Regions from separate parts of the Zea mays genome. Here region 1 is linked to region 2. Evidence: chromatin contacts called from public Hi-C data. All regions are on one chromosome and are shown on one strand. Each heading gives the region's core, a stretch centred on a gene start, on an enhancer-like site or on the middle of the called end of the contact. The rest is flanking DNA. Distances are from core to core; before and after follow the strand shown.

Region 1 (3,883 bases), core at 583-3,082, 130 kb before region 2:
GATCTCCGGGCAGAATGGGAATCACGACTTGTGGGTAAAGTGTGCGACCTCTGCAGAGTGTTAGAAACTGATATATCAGCCGTGCTCACGGTTATGAGCGACCTTGGGATCCTCTTTGATTAGAGATACAGATGATCTGAGATACAATGATTCTATTGATGGTTTTGGTTATGATGATGATAATGATGTTCCTCGATGAGGAAATGATTCATGGGTTGGTTATTGCTAAAATTTGGCTTCCACTAATAATAAATACCTGATCAACTAAAAGCAACTCCTTGATCTTAACCCCATATAAAGCTAGTCCAGTTTAGCCAAACGGGACATTTATTGAGTACGTTGATGTGTACTCACCCTTGCTTTATAAACCACCCCACCTAGGTTGTCCCCACTATACTCAGTGCTCAGGAGGAGATGCTGGCAACATGGAGGATTTTGAGGAGTTTCAGGACTACGATGAGTTCTAGTTTACCTTAGTGGCAAACCCCTAGTCAGCTGCCTGTGTAGGCTTATCTTCTACGTTTTGTATTCCTGCACTTTGATATTAATGGTAAAGACTATGGTTATGTATTAGACTTTGTGGATGTCTTGGACATCTTGTTGTAAATAAAGTACCTTTCCACTAATTACTTTGAGCATTGTGTGATGATGTCCAATTATATAATCACTGTGTACGTGAGTTCTGATCCTAGCATGTACATAGTTCGCATTCGGGTTGCCTTCCAAAACCAGGTGTGACAATAGGCTTCAGCTATCGGCTTTAGGCATTCGCTGGAGAGCTCCTAAGTTACGGAGAGCCTTAGGATTGTTGTAAAGCAACCAATTGATAAGTGAAAGTCTCGGTTTATCAAAAGTGGTGATAAACTTGAGCAAAGGGAGGAAGGAGTTGAAATAGACTCCAAGCTGATTGGCTAACTCAAACGTGAACATATGCAAGCATTTGAGGCTTGGCTGACCCATGGGATAAATTGTATCTTGTCCCTTGTTCTATTTGCTTACTTGCACTTCTTATATTTGCATTTTGTATTAGTGTTTGTGAAGTGCAGGTAATCATCGGATTAAGACATGGTTTCGTTGCTAGCGTCAAGTAAGTTAAGTTCAATTGGGTTGAAAAGTTTTAATTACCTATTCACCCTCTAGGTGACATCCAAAGTCTTTAAATGCCTAAAGGTACTTTCATAAGCAGAGGCCATATAATCAGTACATGGGTACAAGTAGGAACATTTTCTTGTTGATGATAGATGAGAAAAAGTCCTTAGAAGAAGATTTATCCCATACCGGTAGAGTCTCGGGACGTCGTGGAGTTTCATTGAACAAGTCGGTGAATGTATCAAAGTTCAGATTTCACCTTGGATCCATAATGAAAGAGAGGTTTGAAGGCTATAAAGAGAGAAGGCAAGTGAATTGGAGGTGAGGGGTGTGAATGGATTCAAACACCTTCCTCTATTTATAGATTGGATTCAAGTTGTCTTAGTTTTCTTGAATTTTAAATAATTAAAATAGCGCTAATCAAACAAGAACTTCCACATCAGTAAGAAGTGTATCGGAGATCGGTACTAACCTGGTATACAACATGTAGATCGGTATCAGTCGATCTGATTACGATGCGATCGATACCCAATTGATCCATAAGAGCAAGTATAATAAAGTTACATGGACAGTCTGCAAGAGATGACATGCTATATTTATAGTGACACGAAAGAAAGAGAATTAAAGAGAAAAGGAAGTTGACGGTTCACTAATAGTCAACTAAAAGGTGGACTGCTCATAGACTCTTAACACAATTTGAGAGAAAGATGGACTAAGTACCAAATGCCACCGGCCACCGGCCACCTCACCAACTCCCCTACAAGCCGCCGGGCCGAACGACCGAAGCATCCACTTCCAAAGTGTACTGTTTGCTGCCCGCCTGGCGCCTGCCCCCATAACTACTCTGCCACCAATCCGGGGAGGAATCAACCTAGCGGTAAGCGGACATGGCGGCGGCGAAGATAGCGCCGTCGATGCTCTCGTCGGACTTTGCCAACCTCGCTTCGGAGGCTGAGCGCATGGTCCGCCTAGGCGCCGACTGGCTACATATGGACATCATGGTACGATCCCCTTCCCCCTTCCGGCCAATTCCGTCTCATCTATTGCGGGCGCAGGCGCAGCACGGCAGCACCGCTAATACGAATAAGCAGCGGCCTCTGATCCGAGATCCGAGCGATAGTATTTCTGGTCAGCCGGCAGGGTTGAGTACGCTGCCTGTAACCGTGTCCTATGGCGTGCACAGGATTGATCTACCGTTGACTAACTTGCTGTTGGAAACTTTTTTCACGAACTTAGAGCTGGCGCATCATTTTGAAAGAGAGGTTGCAGTTGCATCCATTACTATGAAAATTAGGTTTTATGCGATTCTGTGGCATTTAGAGTGATCGATTCTCGATTCTGTAGGATTTGTTCAGAATTGGGCATTTGTCTTGTTGGCTTGTCGACCTACCCTCTAGTGTATTACTATATGCATGTCTTCATGCAGAAGTTAGCTGAATATCGACTTTTAGAGTGGAAATTAAGCTTCTTTAGTATCAGTTTCCTCCTAGTGCAGTAATGCTGTACTCAATTGTACTGATCTGCTTACTGCAAACTGCTAGCTGTCGTTTTGTTCATGGTACCTAGTAGTTATCTGCTTATGTATTCTTTTTAGCTAAATTCTGCTGCCACCTGTGACTGGTTTTGTTTCTGTTCACATCTGTATGACTGATGATATAAGAATTGAAAGCTTATCCTATGCTGACTTCTGTTCTTATTACTCATATTTTCTTGTAGGATGGGTGAGTTGGTCTCTAATTCTCAATGAGGATATTTTACTTCTATTGTGGTTTGCTACTGAAGTGTCCGGTGGTATAACTCTCAAATATCATTCGCCTTTTAAGCTGCTAGCATGATTGTAAGGTCGCTTACCACAGCTTACAGGAAGTAACTTATATGATGAATACATGACTGAAAGTAAAATTTTATACCCAGTGTCACTGTCCTTCAACTCATTCAGACCCTTATTCTTGTTCAGTTTTCACCTCTTCTTATGTGCTTTAGACGCCTTACTTATCAGAATATTCAATACATACAACATAATTTTGTGGAGTCTTATGATAGAATTTCCCTACAATTAAATGGGGACCTGCACATAAAAAGGGCATGGAAACAATAACACAGAATGTCCTATGGACCAACCTGAAAAAGGAAACAACATACTTTTGATTTTGTTTTTTTACATGTTTTTTGGAATGAAACTCTGTCATTGATAAAAGCATAAGGTAATTGCAAGTTGCAAATAATGAAAAAGAAAGTGCTGGTAACCTTTACTCAGATATTTCGGGAACTCTTTTGATGCTCTTTGAGAAAGAAAGTATCAGTATTAAGTGTCCAACTGCGTATGAATATGCTGTCCACTAAGATCCAACATTCCTTAGCGTAAATAGAGAAAATGAACACTTCTTTTTTCAAGATGGTGAAAGATACTTGCTACCATAGTCCATTCTATGAAAGATGGACCAAAGCAATTTATCTCCAGCTCTGAGATCCATGCAGGATTTGGAATTTGTAGGATAAAACAAAGTGTGTTAAACACATTACACATGTGTTCAATCCAAAATAATGACGAAATTGCTTAACTAAATAATGCCAATGTGCCCACAGCTTAGGTCCCAAGAATTTCTAGAGCTAGGAGTGAGGGCTCCAAAAGTTCTTCGATCTGGAGTTGTGCCAGATATGGTGTAAATACAAACAAGTGCCAATTTTTTCACTGCCATTACTTTGTTTATCAGGGGTCAGTTTCCTTTTTAAAAAAAACCTCTCAAGTACTTTGTTAAGCTATTTTGATGTCTGAAAAAGCTGGATCATCCTT
Region 2 (3,890 bases), core at 238-2,737:
GGGGTAAAAGGTGCAAACAAAGCTTCAATGTAAGCTTAAAAAACTACCAAGCTGGGTACTTGTAGATCTCAATGTGCATTCTGTTCGTCACCCAAATAAGTCCAAGTTTTCTCATTGTAGTGGTCGTGGCGAAGCCATCAGTGGAGAACCCAACACTTTGTGCATGGTTACATCCTACCTCCTGTATTTACAAAAATGCTTACAATTAAAGATACAAAAAATATAGGGAATAAAAAAACATTGGTACACTTGTTTATAGTAGGCCTTATATAAATGGCAGTAATATTGATACTTAAGAATCAATTGATAAAATCCGAACCAATGGAGTTGCCCATGTCCCATTTGGTGTGATTTTAACTTTTGAACTTGGATCACAAACCAATTCCACCACCACTAACTCCAGCGATCTGTACCCTATATGAAATTTCGTGTGTGCATGCCAAAGCAAGCACATCCAGGAAATTGGTGCCGGTGACAACTACCCCATGTTCTTCTAAGTAGTCAGCCCATGACTCAACTCATAGTTGCCCATGAGATATTTCGGCACGCCAGTTTAAGGCTCTGATCGCTTCTCCGAGGACTGGCAGACAAAGAAAATTGCACTAGGTTTTAGCATTGGAGTGGTCAATTTGTTGCATGCACACTAGGAGCAAATTTCTGTGGGCGATTTACCACTTTGCAACACTAACAAGACCGGGACAGTCATACCATTTTAATCCACCAAACACGAACTAAGCTACACCCTAGCTCTAACTTAAGCAAAGGGCATGGCACAGAATTGTGGAGTAACAATATTCCTCTTTCACAATTCCATCCTAGCACAAAAGAGGAGCTCTGATTGTAGCACAAGTTTGGAGAGTTCTAAATTCAGATCCAGACATCCGACCTCTTGAATCCAGGCATAGCCCGAATCCAATAAAGAAAAGCACGCCACAAATCTGGCCTCCGCAGGGCACTGATCCGAACTTTAGGAAGCAGAGCCCCCCACGGCGCGAGCTCGCGAGCATACCTGGAGGAGATTGGCGATGGTCTCAACGGTGGCCGTCTTGTTGATCCCCACCTCGTAGCAGCGCACGATGAAACTCTCCTTGTACGATAGCCCGTCCTCCAGGAGGTTCCCCAACCGCAGCCGCTCGGCCAGGCTGGGCCGCGCGTCACCCCCTTCCGCCTTAGCTAACGCCGCCGTGACAGCCGCGTGGCCCGGCGAAGCCGCCTCGATCCCGGACACCTGCGGCGCACCCCGCGCGCACCGCACTACCACCGCGGGCGCCGCCGCCGGAGGCGACTCCCACCTTCCGTGGTGGCGGAGCGGCGCGCGGGCGCATTGCGGTGGCGTGTGGCAGCGCAGCATGGGTGGCGGATGCGTCGGTTCGAGAAGGCTCGTGGGCCAGTCGCCGCCGCCGCCGAAGCGGGGTTTGGTTTACACGGGCGGAGCGGGGTGGGGTTGGCGCGGCGGGCAGCCGGGCACTGCACAGTGGATATGAAAAAGGGGCCAGGGACGGTGGCGGGCGGTGGACCGGGCGCACGGGGCGATAGGAACGAGGACGTGCTGGACGACGTGCTGGCGGTGGGGAAAAGGAAGGAACAAGGAAATCTCTGGACCCTGTGCATGCGCCGGTGGTGGTCCACAACTCTACGGCGGTGGTGATGTCGTCGCGCCGACTGGATTTCGCGTGCGGTGTGCGGTGTGCGGTGCGAGTGTCAGCATGTGTATAGTGTACAGGGTAGGGATGGCACAGCATGTGTATAGCGTACAGGGTAGGGATGGCAACGGGACCGTTTGGGTCTGATGGAATCTCCGTAGGCACTGCAGACCTTAATCTAAAACCGCTATGCCTATGAACATCAATTCAGATTTAAAACAAATTAGACCCCGTTTGAATATCTAGAGCTAATAGTTAGAACAAAAAAAAGTTACTGATGTAATTAGCTAACTGATAAATAGTTGGTTAACTATTAGCTAATTTTATTCATATTAAACAAATAAGATGAGCAGATCGAAGTTAGTAAAAAATTAAACAAATTATAAATTGAGACATATAGAGTAAAAATTTACGATATCAGTATCCTCAACTATACAACATACCCTGCAAGAAACAAGATACACAAGAGCCAAAGTGTGGAGCTCATATCCACTAAATATATCACAACGCAGATAGCTAGAGACCTTATTAGTCACAAGCTAGTGTTATGAAAGTCTCCTTTCACGGGTGTCCAACATTATTTTAGGGTGTGTTTAATTGTTGATGAGTTAACTAAATGGAGCGATTTCATTCCAGATTTTTAAGATGTGTTGTTTTAATCTATGTTTGGTAAGTTGAACAGAGTCATTCAATTTTTTGTTTGGTTGAAGGGTAGAATAGAGTGAAGTTGTTCTGTTCTTTGTTTGGTTAGAGAGTCATATGAGTGTAGAGATAATGAGAGGGAGGAGAGCACTCGCATTCGGGGGAGCACTCGCATCCTATCGTTTTGGTGAAGCGGGAGCATTCTAACTATTTATATTAAATTTTCAAATGAAAACTTTAGGTGTCGTTCCGCTCTTTTTTTTGATGGAAATCAAACATTCAGAAAATAAGAATGGGTCGCTCCGTTCTTATTCACTTCTCAACCAAACACACCCTTAAGCGAAGAGGACAAGTTTAAATGGAAACTACACTAGAGTTGAGTTTTTTTTTTTTGCAAAATCTTATTATCTTGCATTAATCTATCAGGATGTGCCCAATTCTAACGAATGTTTGTGAAAGAAGTACCTTAGTAGATCAAGACATCTTTATCTTTGATGTGGCGTTGTTTTAATTTAATGAAACATAATTGGTGTTTCTGTCATGAAGATGAAACAATTTAATATCTGTTTTTCTTCATCTGCAAATAGGTTTGGTGTTTGGCTATGAGGGATTAGACACGACTCGTATTTAATACTTCATCCGTTCTTTTTTATTTGTTACGTTTTAGTTCAAAAATAAACTAACAGGTGATAAATATTTGCGAACGGAGATAGTACATAGTACTTCTTAAAGCTAGTGCTACTTGTTGGGTTGTGTTATTATACAGGAACATAATAGTATTTAAAAACAAACAAATGTTATTTTTGCAGGTTATTTTCTCAATTCGTATTGACTTCATAGAAATGTTATTTGTAGGTTATTTTCTCAATTTTTTGTATTGGCTCAATACCGGGCTATTCTTCAGAAGACCTCTTCACAAGATATGGTTGTAGTGGCTCATAGTTTTTTGAGAAGGTGGCTAAAGCCGACTCTAGCAGTTTACTTATAAATTGTTTTACATTGTTCACAAAGCCTTCAGCTGGGGAGGAGCTAGGGCACCTCGGTGCCTTCAGCTGCCTTACGGGAATAAGGCAGAGGCTGGCGGCGGTGGTAGTTGAGCAGCGGCGGCGGCGTTCTTCGTACGCCGATTTCTGCGGCTTGATCTCTCGCTCTTCTCGCTAATCCGTTTGCCTCCTCCTTTTCTCGGCTCCTTAAAGAATGGGCAGTCAACCTTTGAGGAGTGCGCAGAAAAACACTGGTTCATGGTTCCTCTCTCTCCTGCTCTCGGTTCCAATCAGTTTGATCTATTTTGGTCCTGGCGTTCTCCCACGGCCTCAGCAGCGGCTCTAGTATCTCCGTCAACCTCCCGCTGTGCAGGCCAGGACGTGGGCGGCGGAATTGGTTTTCTGGGACAGAACTTCGTGTTTGGTGAGCTGGTCTTCCCACATAGACAATCTGCGTGCTATGAGTTGCCTGTTGCCTCACTTTACTTACTGTTTAATTTTGTGCAATGTGCTAGTATTAAATACTTGGGTGTGATTGCACTATTGTGGGTGGATTTGTTTGCTCAATGATAATAGCGGTGTAGTGAGACAACGTGACAGTCTGGGTTTTAGTGTGTTGTTA

The links. Hi-C and Micro-C count contacts between places; a contact is called where the count stands out from the background.
Region 1: a contact with region 2 is called in a Hi-C map of leaf, with 5 times the contacts expected there. The contact joins the promoter of LOC100283478 here to the promoter of LOC100191192 in region 2. A contact is called at or near these places in 4 of 25 Hi-C or Micro-C datasets (ear, leaf and tassel).

Annotation. Positions count from the first base shown.
Region 1 is chr7:142,553,216-142,557,098 of Zm-B73-REFERENCE-NAM-5.0, reverse strand. LOC100283478 (ribulose-phosphate 3-epimerase) reads left to right here and starts at 1,832. Exons shown (of 8, transcript NM_001156378.2): 1 at 1,832-2,090; 2 at 2,806-2,810. The coding sequence starts at 1,977.
Region 2 is chr7:142,420,732-142,424,621 of Zm-B73-REFERENCE-NAM-5.0, reverse strand. It overlaps LOC100191192, which reads right to left and starts at 1,487. Exons shown (of 7, transcript NM_001136627.3): 1 at 1,010-1,487; 2 at 48-181. The coding sequence starts at 1,351.